3 separate regions of the Mus musculus genome follow, and regions 2 and 3 are each linked to region 1. Evidence: chromatin contacts called from public HiChIP or PLAC-seq and promoter capture Hi-C data. All regions are on one chromosome and are shown on one strand. Each heading gives the region's core, a stretch centred on a gene start, on an enhancer-like site or on the middle of the called end of the contact. The rest is flanking DNA. Distances are from core to core; before and after follow the strand shown.

Evidence for each region. Promoter capture Hi-C pulls out the DNA fragments that hold promoters and counts their contacts. HiChIP or PLAC-seq counts read pairs in DNA pulled down with a chosen protein or histone mark.
Region 2: a contact with region 1 is called in a promoter capture Hi-C map of hippocampal neurons, with 8 times the contacts expected there. The contact joins the enhancer-like site here to the promoter of Cfap161 in region 1. A contact is called at or near these places in 9 of 39 promoter capture datasets (the 3T3-L1 cell line, the HPC-7 cell line, cranial neural crest and 5 more), 10 of 484 Hi-C or Micro-C datasets (adipose-derived mesenchymal stem cells, cerebellar granule neurons, cerebellum and 5 more), 3 of 115 datasets of contacts at active chromatin or transcription factors (astrocytes, cardiomyocytes and embryonic stem cells) and 2 of 9 other capture datasets (adipose tissue and liver).
Region 3: a contact with region 1 is called in an H3K27ac HiChIP or PLAC-seq map of embryonic stem cells, with 7 times the contacts expected there. The contact joins the enhancer-like site here to the promoter of Cfap161 in region 1. A contact is called at or near these places in 3 of 39 promoter capture datasets (embryonic stem cells, hippocampal neurons and pre-B cells), 3 of 115 datasets of contacts at active chromatin or transcription factors (all in embryonic stem cells) and 2 of 9 other capture datasets (adipose tissue and liver).

What each region holds. Positions count from the first base shown.
Region 1 is chr7:83,792,765-83,797,934 of GRCm38.p6, forward strand. It overlaps Cfap161 (cilia and flagella associated protein 161), which reads right to left and starts at 2,075. Exons shown (of 7, transcript NM_029335.3): 1 at 1,978-2,075; 2 at 1,232-1,321; 3 at 445-680. The coding sequence starts at 2,046.
Region 2 is chr7:82,720,753-82,725,922 of GRCm38.p6, forward strand. All of the region lies in intron 15 of Efl1 (elongation factor like GTPase 1), which reads left to right. Among named protein-coding and RNA genes, the nearest start is that of 4933406J10Rik, 32 kb to the right of the region's middle. Within about 2 kb of position 2,154, at least 23 of the 459 cell types and tissues checked have an H3K27ac peak or open chromatin away from gene starts, as enhancers often do. A contact at or near this core is called in liver and uterus, where this site is marked.
Region 3 is chr7:82,783,278-82,788,447 of GRCm38.p6, forward strand. No RefSeq gene overlaps it. Among named protein-coding and RNA genes, the nearest start is that of Gm29796, 25 kb to the right of the region's middle. Within about 2 kb of position 2,839, at least 60 of the 459 cell types and tissues checked have an H3K27ac peak or open chromatin away from gene starts, as enhancers often do. A contact at or near this core is called in embryonic stem cells, where this site is marked.

The DNA.
Region 1 (5,170 bases), core at 825-3,324:
TCCAAAACCTCAAGTCAATTTTTAGTAGACAATCGATTTTAAAAGAGCAAAGCCCGTCCTGTGCAACCTTTTCATAAATGACTTTTTTGGGGGGGAAGCTAACATTCCATCAAGAAGAATGCAAGCCAGCACTCTTGTGAGCATAAAGCAAGCATCCCATAACATTATTTGAAAAAAATCCTTCTTTGCTTCCAGACAGAATGTAAGCTTAATACTTTGTATCAAATCATCATAAAGCAAGCATTTTTTAACTGAACACAAATACCTACTTTTCCTGCTGTTGTCAACAAGCAGGCCAGTAAAGGGTCCTCAACATTCGCTAAGTAAGGTAGGCTCAGCGATCTGCGTGTCTCTGCCTCCCCAGTGCTGGGATAACAATTGTGTGCCACCACAAGCTACAAGTCTAAGCAGATACTCCCATGCTCTGAAGCTGAGCGTCTCTACCTCAAAATGGTGAAGGTGTTCCTGCCCATCGGGGCGATGGTCTGCACAGCACTCACACCACAGGGTATCTCTAAGTCATCACTAAGCTGCGCTTTAACTTCATCTGGGCTCATACACAGGCTCAGGTCTCCTCTCATAAACTTGCCAGCTTCCTCCCCCAGGACTTGGTCAGGATTCACAATGATCACTTTATCGCCATAGTGGACATATCCATCTTCCGATACCGAAAGCTGCATCTACAATTTTAATAGGAATTTTCCAATAAGCTACTCAATTCCTTAGCTGCTGGGGTCAAGATCCCTCCCAGGTGTATCTCCTTTCCTTCTCAGACTAGATCCATTTCAGTAAGGCCTCCCTTCCTCAGATCCTTGGTTAGCATCCTTCAAGCTCTTGATGACCCCCAAACAAGATCATGCGAAGCTGTTGGACTCTACATAGTTTACCGTTGTCAATTTATTCAATTCAATGTTATTAAACGTTTTTTTTTGCACAGCAGCTGAAAGGCACTTTACTTGTAAAAGCATTAATCCACCCCTTTATTAGAAAATGCAAACAATTAAGTAAACATAATTAAGGACAGACTTCCCTTAATCTAAATTCTAAATTTCTTAACCTAATCTTAACCCTTAATCTAAATTTCTAAAATCTAGAGGAATTTTAACACTATACTTTTTTATTAATTTTTTTAAAAGTTTCTAAATGGTTACTTTGTTCATAGAAATTTTCTTTGCCTAACTCACACTTAACTAGGCAGAATTTTGAAATTGGCATTGGAATTTGACATTACCGGTCTCAAAATGTTCTTCTTCACTCTTCTGTTTCTCTGAATAAGAAGTTCTCCTTTTTCCCTCTTCTCTAGGAAGTGTCTCATGCGCTCCTGGGGATGCAGAGACCGAGAAAAGGGGAGTCAGGGACAGAGCTGTTGCAGAGCACAGGTACTGATAGCTTTTTCCTCAGAAGCACTTCAAGTTCAAAGACAGTTCAAGGACACAAAAGGAAACGTGATCGCTCTGGGGATGGCAAAAATGTCAGTAGGCAGCACGTCATGGGGGCAGAGGCAGGGGCGGGGAGCAGGAGATGAAAAGAGAAATGCATAAGGAAGGGAAGGATAGGACCCCTGTGCTTATCTCGTCCAGAAACAATCAGGAGTGATATATAGGAGGTCAGCAGTCTCTACTGGGGTCCTCCTGACTTGGGTGAGAATGTGAAAAGCCCAGGCCTCTCCATATGTTTGTAACCCAGAACCTTTCCAGGACCTGAGAGTGTCACAAACCTAGTGAGGGCCAGAGGGCCCGGGAGGCGGCAAGCTGTTCTTGCTCTGGGTTCAGGAAATGTGGAGCGGGACATTCAGTGAGCATGGGTGCTCAGAGACAGCAGGTGAACTACCTCGGGTAGCAAAGGTGCACAGGGGGGGTGGGGGCAGTAGATGAAGATGGGTGATAGGATGCTAAATGCTCAGCAGAGAGAGAACATGCAGGATAGCAGGATAGGGTCTGGGATCCTAGGGATGCGAGAGGACAGGAGTCTGCGCACCTCCTCCAAATAGACATCTTCGTTCCAGTTGCCCATCCGCACTCCAGGACCATACACGTTCTGCGCCATCGCCCCTTGCTCTCTTGAAAGCCAGCTCCAGCCTCCACTGACACTCAGAGTTAGCGTGCTTCGTTGCCATGACGACCAGGCAGTTGCCAGTTGCCAGTTGGTCAAGATCTCTTTGGCTGGCCAATAAGTGACAGCATACTAGACCCACGCCCCCTCCAGCTCGCCCTGCCCCTCCCACCACTGCCACTGTCTCAGATGACTAGCACTCAAAGCAGATCTGGGAAACCCCTGACGGGGGACACTGTTCCAAATGTTCCCTAGGCGGAGAAATTTTTGAAACTTTTTTTCTGTTGTTTTTTGGGGGAGAGTTTGGTTTTTAAGTTAGGGTCTGGATACATACCCTAGGCTGGCCTTGAACTTATGATGTAACACAGTCAGGTCTTGCGCTGGAGATCTTCTTGACTCACAGGTGTGCAGCCTACAACTGGCATAAAATATTGAGTTGTTCTTGTTGATGTTTGGTTTTGTATTTTGTTTGTTTGTTTGTCTTGTTTGCTTTTTAAACTAAAATCTAAGTTAAAGTGCTGTGGAACCCGAGTGCCCCTAGCTTTTCTGTGGAAGCTTGGTTCAACTCCAGCCTATTTTCCTAATCACTGTCAGCAGCAATTTCACAAAACATCACCCCTTTACTGTAGACGCTGGAAAACCTAAACACAAAAAGAGGGGCATTGCCGAAACCTCACAGCTTCCAAAGGAAGAAACTACTGTGTTAGCATATATTAATGTGTATATCTATTTCTGTGACAGTCTGTATTTTCACAAATTTTATAGCAACCCTCCCTTCCCATGTCCAAACACAAAGACAAACCTGCAATTTACAGGCACTCCTGATATTAAAAAAAAATTTTTTTTAATTTAAAAAAGTTTGTGTAGCCAACATTTCCTAAAGAGGATATTGTGTTATGAGTGGGGTGAACAGGCAGTTAGGTAGTACCACCTGCTGCTGGCTGCTGGCTGCTGGCTGCTAGCTGAATACATTCATTAATCAGTCCCCCAGTGTGCAGAGTCTCCCACCCCAAGCAAGAAGTGGAAGGTGAGAGCCAAACCCAGTCTATCAAGGGAAGCCAGATGCTGAAAACAAATTACTTCAGAAGACTGTAATACACACAGGTCACTGAAGATGTGATGAAAGACAGACTGGGAGAGCTGATGGATGAATCATTCCTGTCATGGGGACTATGAGAATGACAACTGAGCAAAACCTGGGGTAGTGGGGAGGTGTCCTTGTCGACCTGGAAGGACCTGAGCCGGAGGCTGAAGCATAAGACACAAAAGTAGGAATATTCTGCTCCTCTCTGGCTCCACTGCCTGCCCCTCCAGCACCACACACACTCTCAGGTGCTTCTGAAGGTGCTAAGTCAGGCATTCTGTTGGATCAGACAGGAGTCACTCAGAATATGTGATAGACTGGAGACCGACTCAGAGAAGCTAGCAGCATCCCTAGGTTCAAACTGCTAAACCCAGCCTTGTAGCATGCAGTGAACAATAGACAGCATGTGTAATTGCTCATACAGGAACATAATAATCTAAAAGCAAGCTGCTGTCTGGTGATGTCATGGCAGCGCCATCAAGTCACCAAGCAGCCCTCACATGCTTTTGGCGACGCTGGTATAAAAGAGAAAACCCTGTGTGACATCTGCTGAACAAAAGCAGGCCACACACAATTACAGATGGCACATTAGGCTCAGAGTGACACTAGATGACTATGTTACTGGCTTATTATTTACTACAGGGTGCTTTGGCCCCCGTTTGAAAAGGTGTGTCTCCTATTGATTACAGGGTACTATAAAGCAGTGTGTGGGGTTCTCTTGGAAGCAATCTCCTGCAGCTCACACTGGGACATCTCCAGACTGTCTCATTTGCTCTTACTCTCTTCTGCTCACTATCACCCAAAGCGCTCAAAGCCAATACTGATGTTGGAGAGGAACTCGCATGCAATAATTGATCTGGAAACAAAGTACAAAGCGATTTTTTTTCCAAAACCCACGTCTATTATGGTTATTCCTCACCGTGAATCAATCATGTCCAGATCCACTGCAGCTGGTATTTAAGAACATGAAAAAGATCAGAGATCTGGGAGGGCCAATAGCAGATACGGAGGAACTTTAAGACTTTGACTGGAAGGCTCCGCAAATGATGTTTGCATGATGAGGCATTCACTTGATAGTATGGCCCTCAGAAGGAGCCTTGCTCTAACCAGGTGTGCTGGAACACATCTGTAATCCCAGTACTCGCCCTGTGGAGGCAGAAGGATCAGGAGTTCAAGGTCATCCTCAAACATAAAGTAAGTTTGAGGTCAGCCTGGGCCCTGCAAAAATTACCTTCAATAGGCATAGGGGTTGCTGGAAAGATGGCTCTGTAGTTAAGAGTAAGCACCATTCTGGCAAAGGGCTAGAGTTAGTTCTCAGCACCCATGTTGAGTGGCTCCCATCTGCCTGTAACTCCAGTACCAGGGAATCTGACAACTCTGACCTCTATCAGACACTGTACTCATGTGCACATACCTACACTCATACCCGTATGTGCACATAGTTTTAAAAAAATATTTTAAATTCCTGTTGGGAAGTAGAGGCAGACAGATCTCTGTGAGCTGGACACCAGCCTGATCTATTTAGCAAATTAGGGCTATACAATGAGATCATATTTCAACACACACACACACACACACAGAGAGAGAGAGAGAGAGAGAGAGAGGGAGAGAGAGAGAGAGAAAGAGTTCTGTTTCACAAAGCAAAGATTCTATATGCCGATTTCTGACTTTAAAGTCAATGTTGCTCCCCTTAAGCATTTCCATGTTCCCCATAGGCTGGGTGTTAAACAAGGAGGCCTTGAGGGAATTGAAACTGGACCTCTCTCTCATAGGCAACAGCCAATAAAATAAGAACTAAAAGAGCAGAACTTTACTTACCCATCAGAAGAATGGGACCTGAGCACTATTTCCCACCCTGGAAGGAGATGAGACATCCTAAACTGCCTAGAAAGTTACTAAAGGATAACTTTTTAAAATAGACTCTAAGAGCCTTAAATCTTACAAGATTACTTGACATCAGGGAGATATCTTCCAAAGAACAAAGACGTACCATTCCTCCTTCCTGTGGGAGTCACTCGAAGAGGTCTGTCAATC
Region 2 (5,170 bases), core at 904-3,403, 1.1 Mb before region 1:
TAAAGTCTGCCCAGGTTCTGTTTTCTTCCGCGCATTAGGGAACCATTGAAATGAGTGAGCTTGGAAGAGTTCATGTCCAAATCCATTTTTTAATACCCCCCACCTTATGTTTTCATAGGGCTGTATGCTTTTCAAAATGCTTTTATCTATAGTATTTGATCTGTCCAGTCTGCTTTTAGCTTCTATATTTCAAAGGCCAGTAATGGTTAGGTTGGAAGTGAGACCTATTAGCATGGTGAGTTTGAAATCATTCCCAGGTGGTTTTGACAGGCTGCATCTGCATGTGAAACTTCAAACTTTGTTTCCCATAAAGAAAACCTGCTGCCTGAATCGTCCCAGGAACGAGCAGCCCCCGTGAGCTCGTGAGGTTTTGTTATTGCCCGCCCTTTTCCTCTCCTATTTTTAGTGCGTGGCTGTAACTTACTGCAGAGTGAATGATGTGTAATATGTGGAGGGAAACCTGAGCACGTAGCTGAGGAGGAAGAAAGAGCAAAGAAGAACTCAGTTTTCTTTAAGTAGCCAAGGAGAACAAGCTACAGCAGAAAAGCAAGGGAATCAGGGCAAAAATAACACCCAGGTTGCACGTGTTTGGGAGTAGATATTGAGATTTTACAGTGACCACTCGGAATTTAGAGTTAACTTAGTTTTTGTCGCCGGGGACTAAACCTAGAGCTTTATACATGGTAAATGCATGCTCTACTGCAGAGTTACATCCAAGCCTTTCCAGTGTTAAATGGACATAGAAAATATAATATATACATCTAATACATACATACAACATATTATACATATGTACTATGTATGTATATGTGAGAATAATGTATGCATACATGTAAAATAGATAGGCCTACTGATACTGTTGCTTATGCTACTGAAAATGTGAAGGGAAACACTGTTTGGAACAAGAGTAAAAGTCTCCTGGTTCTGCTTGACAACTCTTTAGTATTTATACCATTCAGTGGTACAAGATCATCTGATAAGTGGCAAAGAATCTACAGATTCTTATAAGAAATGTAAAGCCTTCCCTCCTTTTTTGGTGGGATATAAAAACTTGCACAGTTGTATAGCACCAGTCACAAACTCCTCACCACTCATAAAACTAGCACAGACAGTTAAAGTTCAGAAGAGAGCCAACTTCATCAGCTAAAGCAAGGAGGCTCATGTAAACCAGACTGGTGTGAAGTGAAAGAAGGCTTGGGGAGAGATTATTCAGTCAGTGTAGGAGGACATTGCATCCATCAGAATCACAGTGGATAGCTGAGGATCAAGAAGAGAGCCAGCTACTGGGCCGCAGTCACTGTGCCCACTCTCCTCTGCTGGCATCCTTCATATGATGGATGAAGTAAGAAACTTGCACCGTGCTCTGAGACCAGCAACGCTTGCTGCCTACAAAAAGCTTCAAAGGACATGATTGTTCTATTCAGAGTTCAAGGACTTTAAACAGCAAAGATCAAGAAATTAACCTTCAGGCTGAGATTTTAGAGAAGGAGACTCAGAATCCTCCTTCGGAGCTGCTCCCTAGCTGAGATTATAGTCACAGCCTCGTAAGGCACTTCTCTCATGAAGATGTGATTCCCACAGGACTGTAATGGAGCTGACAAGTTGCTCATCCTACAGATATGGTAGCCATCACAATTCAAGTACAACCCAGCTCTCACGGGTGTGGTAATGCTAGTATGGAGCCCAGTGTGCTTATAAGCGCACTCTGTTGTCTGCATTCTTGAAGAGAAGTGGCTTACGCCAGTCCTGTACTCATAATCTTCATGTTAGCATGTACACCTCCCTAGTTAGAAGCAAGCTATGGAACAATGTGCAGTGTTGTGACACTTCTGTGTCCTCAGGCTTGTGTCCTCTCAGCCCTGTCAGGAGGTCTCTAAGTTCCCTCTGAGGTGATAACAGACCCTTCCCCCCGCCCCCCATGTGGTACACTTCTCAGTACGTGTTACCGAGAAATGATATGGCTGCCCAGCACCGTGAAGCATTCAGGAGACCACTGAAGAGAGCTTGTCTCCGCCATGAGACAGGAGGCAAGGACTGTAAAGATTGTAGATCAGAAACGGATGCCAAAATGGGAGAAAAACCAAGCCACAGACTGCAGCCCTCAAATAGCTGGAGCCACAAGCTCAGCTCTGGAAAATCTGATTGGCCCTGTAGGACAAAACAGGGGGAGCTGTCAGTTCTCAAGAGCCAGTTGTTAAGTTTCACAAATTTTGCCAGCCAGTTGTTAAACTTGGCTATTTTTAAAGACTAAATTATGCACATTTATTTAATTTTTTTCCCCCAGAAACACAGTCTGTCTCAGGCCCAGGCTGGCCTAAACTTAGACAAGTGTAACTTCCTCAGCCTTCTGAGTGCTGAGATTACTGTAAAATTATATTAAAGTCATTACATTGTATTAAAAACAAAGGCATTAAATACCTAACTAGATCAGACATAGGTGGCTGCTTCTGACTGTAGCAAAACTCCATGACACAAGAGCACACGGAATCTGGAAGCAATTTGCTTGGTGAGAGGGGTTTCAGCCCTGGGTATTTGTTGTGCCCTCCTTGCACAGTGAACGCACGCACACCCCTGTGCTTGCACAATGTGCATGAGGAGACAGCAGAGCTGGGCTTTCCTAGAGTCGAGTACTTTGTGCTAAAACATGATGGTGGTGTTTCAATGACCTTTCCCCTGTTGCCCTTTGACCTCTGACCCTTTGTTTTTTAGCTGGCTGTTAGTTAAAAGTAGGAAGGAGAGAGCCTAGAGGAATTTTTAAGTGGGAAATAAGTAAGAATTGCACATAACAAAGCTTCCAGATACAGATGTGCTCCAGAACTGTGAGGGGGAGCCTGTGCATTGCTACTGAGGCAGATAGGAACTGTTTCCCTTGGAAATGAAAGTACAGCTGCCCTCTAAAAAAGAAAAACCGTGAAGGCTGAAGTTCCAACTACAAAATACACTGGAACTAACACACAGCAGATGTGTTGAAGGTGAGTGTTTTTCTTGAAGACAGCATCTCACTGTGTAGCTCTGACTGATCCGGAACTCACTCTATAGACTAGGCCACACTAGATGGAACTCAGTGTACCGTCATACCCAACATGGCCTGTATTCTTTTACTGTTCTCATTTACTGATAAAAAGCTTCTTTTTTTTTTTAATGTGTGTTGAAGATACTCAGCTTTTATTAAGTACTTTGAATTACTTTTTCAGTTTTCTACTCATATTCTTGTGTATTGTAGCTTTTGCCAGAGAGGTTAAAAAAAGAAGAAGAACAATTAATGGATAGACCTAGAGCTAGAGCTGTATGATAGAGCCTTGTCTAGGATGCATAGGAAAGGAGAGAGTGAGAGGAGACAGGGAAAGGCAAGAAAGAAAGGCCCTCCCCTCCCCTCCCCTTCCCTCCCCTCCTCTAGAGAACCATAACTCGCACTGTGAACAGCTCCAGATATATTGCTACTGCTCAGCCTGCCCGAGTGCTTATCTTCATTTATTGTATGAAGTCTAGGTCCATATTTTTTTCTGAAAATGCACTCTAACCAATGATTGGGAAATGGGCACCACTTGTGGCATTGCTGTGAACTGTGTCCTCTAAGGAAGTAAATACCTGCTGTGAGTTCACACATACAGCAAATTCCTCAAGACACAGCCCACCAGAGTGGACATGACAGGCAGATTCCATTTGCTTCCTCATTACCCAGTCTGGGAAAAGAAACTCTCCTTATTTATTAGTTGAACAATAAAGTTCTTATTCATTCCATTCTCTAAGTTCTTTTCTCTAAATGTTGAGGTAAGAAACTGGCAGACTGTTCCTTTCTGAGAACACATGGTTTCACTATACATGGTACAGCCGGATCATGATTGACAGTAAGGAAGAACTGGAGCCTTCTGAAGAAGCCTGGTCATGAGGATTAATCCTCAGCTTTACCAGGAAAGCACGTTTAGGGGTCATCCCTCCTGCTGGGCTTTGCTTCTTTTTTTTTTTTTTCTTCCCCCTCCTCCATGGGTAAAGTGATGGTCTTGAAGCAGATTAGCACTGGTAAGTCACTGAGGGTGAGCTTGTGCGACAGTCTGGTTTGGTCAGCCATCACTATGGTTCTGTGGCTTCCTGTAGGTACCTGAGTACTGTATGCTGATCCTCTGTGTCTTACTACACAGTAGTCTTTCTGAGATGAGAAAGACACTTAGGACTTTTATACTCTTCAGAGGTGAGAAAAAATACTTCAATAAAAAATAATTATGAACCAGTAACTTGTAATGTAGTGTAACGGAGTGAATACTTTCTTTCCACGCTGTTTTAGTATGCTGCCTGCCTTTCCCACCTCTGAAGAGTACCAGAGGCCCACAGAAGGTACCTGGCTGTGGTGTGGACAGGAGCATGGCCAGCCCTGCCAGTGAGCCCTTCACTGATGTTTTGTGTTGCTCGGGTGTTTTGCTCCAGGGCTTACTAGATAACCTGGCAGGTTCAGCTGGGCAGGCTTCCCAGCACTTTGCACTTTTTAGGGAATCCTATGCCTGGTTTTGTTTCATAACTCCCCAAGAAATGTAACAGCTGCCAGCTGACCCTGTTCACAAACTGAGAATACTAGAGCCTATTGTAAACCCAGAAACGGTCCTCTTAAAGGGCTTGACATTCAGCTCTGCAGAGCCGCAGAGCCTCAGGACACCTTCCCCACACACCCTAGAGCCTTTGTCCTTCAGATGGAGGGAGGGTATCACCAACCTTGTACTCAGCCCGCCTCTGCTACTGTGTGGAGCAGGGACAAAGGAGCTGGTGACTCTTAGTAACAAAGTGGTGTCATGACACCACCTGCTAAGAAGACAAGAATTTCCCCAGAAGTAAGACTAACTTTCCAAAAAGGCCAATGAAAGCTGCCTGCCAAGTCTGTTTTTATCCCTTGTACATGAGTAGAAACGTATCCTTGTCCCCACATTTGAGATTCATACTTCTAGATACTTAATGTATATCTAAACAAGTGCTGTCATGAAATTCTCTGGACAAGGCCTCAGTTGGTTTTGCTGTTTCCCTTCCCATGTAACCTTAGAACTAAGTGGCTGTCTGTCCCACTAGCCGGTCCTTTCACCGGTGCCCCGTTTTCTCTGTACCAGGTACCTGCTAAAAATGCCAAGATTCAAAGCACTCAGCCTTTGGCCTCGACGGCCGACCAGGGTTTTCTTCCCTGCAGTTA
Region 3 (5,170 bases), core at 1,589-4,088, 1.0 Mb before region 1:
ATTGTCCTTGCCTCAGGCCAGGTGGTGGGGCGGCTTCTGAGGCCTGGACTTGCCTGGAATTGCCCAGGTCTTGGAAACAGAAATTTAGGCTTAGTCTCCTTGACTGCCAATTTGAAGCTTATCATGGAACCAGCCCAGCCTTCTCAAAAGCTAATTCCCTTGTTCAGAAAAGGTAGGTCTGTAAGGCAGCAACCTCTAGCAAGCCTAGAAAATTCACCTGTCCACTAGCTTCCCACTGCCTCTTTTGCAGCCAAATGTTCCAGAGCTTCTCGGGGAATCCTGCAGAGATACAGTACCAACCTCACCCTGCCACTTGGGTGGGTGGGGGGGCACTGCAGCACACCGCCAACCTGTTGACTTCATCCTCACCTGCACCCCAGCCTTTCACCGGTGCACTGCTGCCAAAACCTGAGATCCTGCCAGCATCTTTAAAAGTCACTGAGACACTAGAATTTCTGACTTAATGAGTTTGAGGTGTGGCTTGGATATCAAGAGAGTAAAAGCCCATAGGTGGCTGCTTTGCAATTCAGATGGACAGCCACTGTCCTACGCACATGTGCCATTAGCTCTCACAGCCACCCTGTCAGCTCCCGATTATGACCTGACCCCTCGGTGGAGGACTCTAAAGCTCCAAGAGACTGTGTATCCCCGCCCCCCCCCCCGGGGGGGGGGGGGGCGGGGGCTCTGCAGCCTGTAAGTGGTGGAGTAGATGCCTTTGTGCTACAGATAACAGAAAACCCAGGTAAGAAGTTTCAAGAAGCCTGGTGTGCTGGTGGTACATGCCTGTGATCTCAGCACTTAGGAGCCTGAGACAAGGGTCCCACAATTTGGAGGCCAAACCCAGATGCTAGAAACTAGCAGCACAACAAATCAGAAAATCCACTTGGAGAGCCTGCTCCCAGCTGATACAATGACACTACAGCCATCAGAGCCCCAGGTTCCCTCTGTCTCCTGAGGAACCTTACCCATAGTCTCTGTGATACAATGACACTACAGCCATCAGAGCCCCAGGTTCCCTCTGTCTCCTGACGAACCTTACCCATAATCTCTGTGATCGGGTTTGCTTTTTTTCTAAGATTTATTTTTAAATTATAAGTATGTGGTTGGGGTGAGTGAGCATGTACATCTAAGTGCATTTGCCTGTGCCAGCCCTATCTTGTTCAACAATATGTACTGGAGTGGAAAATGACCATACACTTTGGCCTGACAATCTGTTTAGCAATTCACAGGAGAGTCAAAGATGCCCTACCAAGGCTACACACAGTTGCCCTAAAGGAACGAATTCTAGCATCTAATGGTGGAACACTACCTCAGTCAACACAGTGAATCGCTGATATTCCTTTGAAAAACTGGAGATTTTTTTCCTTAACTGTGGTATGGTTTGGTTTGGTTTTGGTTTTTTGAGACAGGGTTTCTGTAGACCAGGTTGGCCTTGAACTCAGAAATCCACCTGCCTCTTCTCTGATATTCAGTGAAAAAGCTCTCTTAGACCATCTCAGCTTGTGTACCTAACTTTGATTCAGGGAGGGCTTATTCAAATATACTTTCCTTGGGGTGAACGGGGCATATATGGACCTTGGAGGGTGAGAAGGAGTTTTCAGAGTAAATGGAAATCATTGGTTAGAGGCTTTTTTTTTTATACGTATTTTCCTCAATTACATTTCCAATGCTATCCCAAAAGTGCCCCACACCCTCCCCCCCACACACTCCCCTACCCACCCATTCCCATTTTTTGGCCCTGGCGTTCCCCTGTACTGGGGCATATAAAGTTTGCCTGACCAATGGGCCTCTCTTTCCAGTGATGGCCGACTAGGCCATCTTTTGATACATATGCAGCTAGAGTCAAGAGCTCCGGGGTACTGGTTAGTTCATAATGTTGTTCCACTGATAGGGTTGCAGATCTCTTTAGCTCCTTGGATACTTTCTCTAGCTCCTCCATTGGTGGCCCTGTGATCCATCCAATAGTTGACTGTGAGCATCCACTTCTGTGTTTGCTAGGCCCCGGCCTAGTCTCACAAGGGACAGCTATATCATGGTCCTTGCAACAAAGGCTTGCTAGTGTATGCAAATGGTGTCATCCTTTGGAGAGTTTTAACGGTCTGGTTCTGTGAATACCTTATTTGCATGGAGAAGCATGCCAGGAATCCCAGGTACTTGCTGGGCAGGTTCTTAGAGGGAGGGTGGGGTGGGGAAGAAGAGGAAAAGAGGAAGTTGAACCTGTCTGTCCTGGCAACTCCTTCCCCAGCTAGAGGGTGTGGAGGTTCGGGCTCTCCAGACAAGGTCAGAGAAGGGGAAGCTGCTGGCAAAGGGAGTCCTCCTTTTGTGCTGTGTTCTGAGAAGCTATCTGATCTTGGTAGACTTCGACCTTAATTAGCAAGGTTTCCCCACAGTTAATACTAGAGAATTTGCATATGTATGAGGATCTAAAAAAAAAAAAAAAAAAAAACAAGCCAGACACACCACAGTGTTCTACTGAATTTGCCTGCGTCATGTACTTATATGTACATTAAGAACAAAGCTAAGACCATCTGAAGGCATCCTGAGTCCTTGAATTTATCAGCTCTGTAGGTTTCAGCAATCACTTTCTCTTTTCACATCGTTTGCTGCGAAGTTCTAATTTTTTGTACCCCAAAGTTGTATTACTTTGCATATCAGCAAAAATCATTGTAAGTTAAAATGATGAAATAGTCCTGAGCCTGTAACTGAACAGTGCTGGCTGCTTGGTAAGGACTGGTCACTGACACCTGCACATTAGAATATGACAGATAGGACACTGTTGGTGTGGTGTGCAGAGAAAAGAGGCACAGCTCAGAGCGCCTGGCCAGCAGACACAGGCCAACACAGTGCCAGCCAGCCTTCAGGCAGAGATGTCACAATGTCTGATTGATAACTCTCACAGGCAAGGAAGCCAGGCTGTTTGTGCCAACCCTGGCTTTCCAAAGGAACCCACTGTCCCTCTACAATCTCTGTGACTTAGAGCACCAGTGTACTGGCTCTGGAACACTCATGTTTTTGAGTCATGTGACTGTGTCACAGACCAAACAGCCTGGCAGGATTTCTTAGGAATTAGAGTGGGGAGCACTGGGGATAACCAGTAGCCAGCTAACTGGCAAAGGACTGGAGAGAAAACCACACACACACACACACACACACACACACACACACACACACACACACACCCCTCTGCAGTAGAGGAAAGAGCTATGACATCACTGGCCTGGGTCTTGGCACATGCTGCGGGTCTTCCAGCCTCCTCTAAGTGCATTTTGGTTCAACCTCCTGGCAACTTATCCTGATGCCCTGTAGTGCCTTTATTCCAGGTTTCCCTGAAGATTTACCCAGGGGACTCAGACCTTGTCCTCCTTATATCTGGTATAAATGAAAGCCACCTCCACCCTGTACCATATGTTAACCTAAGGGATGACTTCAGGTGCTAAAATGGGAAAATGGTGGGGTTTATTTCCTCCTGATAGCCTCTGGCCAACTTTCAGCCACCCCATATTTTCTTTAAAAAAAAAAAAAAAAACAAAATATAATGTGGAAGAAAAAGTTTCTGGTGCCAGGAGGGTAAAATAAGAACTTCAGCTCCCACCCAGAGCAGGCAGGAGCTCCTGGGAGAGACTGGAGAAACCCTATGTGCCTGGAGCATATCTGACAGCTGACATCCTGATGGGAAGGTCCCCAAGGTTTCTTTGTCTCTGCCACCCTGTTGGTTACTTTCCAGGAGTACGTACATACAAACCTTGTCCAGTTCAACTGTCACCAGACAGGGATTAGGGGCATTAAATTCAGCAGGCTACCAATGGCTCTCATACACAAATCTACACCTTTAATGATGATAGGGTACCATTATGTGCCTTATATGGTCAGCTGCCTCACATCCAGAGAAAAAGAACACGAACCAGACTAACTCCACAATGAAGTCCTAGCCCTAGCCATTCACATCACCTGAAAGAGACTCGTTCTCAGTTTTGTGTCAGATCTTCTAGATCAGAAGCAGGATATAGATGTTACCATTCTTGTGATGTGGTTGTGACCCATCCCCTGGCCTAAAAAGGAGAGGGAGAGCAAGGAGAATGCACTGGGGTCTGTCTTTCAGATCTGTCTCCCAGGTAGATACTCCTTGGCAGCTGTGTGAGAACCTGGGAGGTGATGCAGGGCAGGCTTCCATGGATACAAAGGGAGAGCAGCAGAAATAGCAAAGGCACCTCCAGCTTCTGCAGAGTGCACCTTCGCTGAGCTCTTAAGGGCCCCCTGCTAACATGCTCAGGGACTGTCCTGGAAAGCACCAGGTGACCTTTGGCAGAGGTGGATGTCATGTGATAGCAGATGCATAGAGTCAGTGGGACAGATGTCACTCTCCTGTGGGAGTGTGTCCTATGCAGCTCTTCTTGCACAGGAAAGGTGCACTTCTCAAATCCTACAGCCCTTGGGAAGCACAGAACACCCCTCCGCTTAGCTTAGCACTGAGTGAGTGTTAATCACTTCCTGCTGGATCATAAGAGAGAGAGGCTGTCTCACAGAGCACTGGAGACAAAGATGATGAGAGCACACTGGTGGTATCCCACACACATTCTAGAGACCCCTTTGGAGGCAGGAACATACATACCCATGCCAAGTGTACTTACTCCTCCAGGTTATGATTTTAGCTTTTAATAATGCTAGCTGTGTCAAGATAATGAGTTCCTACCATCTAAGCACTCCACAGTATATCCCCTACCCCCATTTCTAATGTCACTAAACTTCTCAGATCAGCTGTGCTGACAGCTAGAAGTCCCAAGACACAGACTGGTTAAAGAATGTGTTCAACCTGGTTTCTGTTCTAGGGAGGAAGGCCCCTGTGCGCACCTCACTTGCTCATCCTAACTTGTGAGTCAAAGTCTGCAGTCTTAATGTTCCAAATGGGTAGAAAGAAGATGCAGGATGCATGGTTGGGAGGGGAGCAGCCAAGCACAGCCTCACCCCACACTTTGCCTGGTGACTGGCAAAGTGCAGAATCACATCCAACCACCCTAAGTTCCCAAAGCAGGGCTCCTAGCCCCACCCTCGATGGTAAAGCCCCTCTAGGAGCTGAGGGGAGAGATGTAAAGGCATGAGTGTCTGTGGCAGAGTTATGCTACCTGTGTGCAGCACGGTCGTCAGAACGCTGTGGAGTATGGTGTGTCAGAGA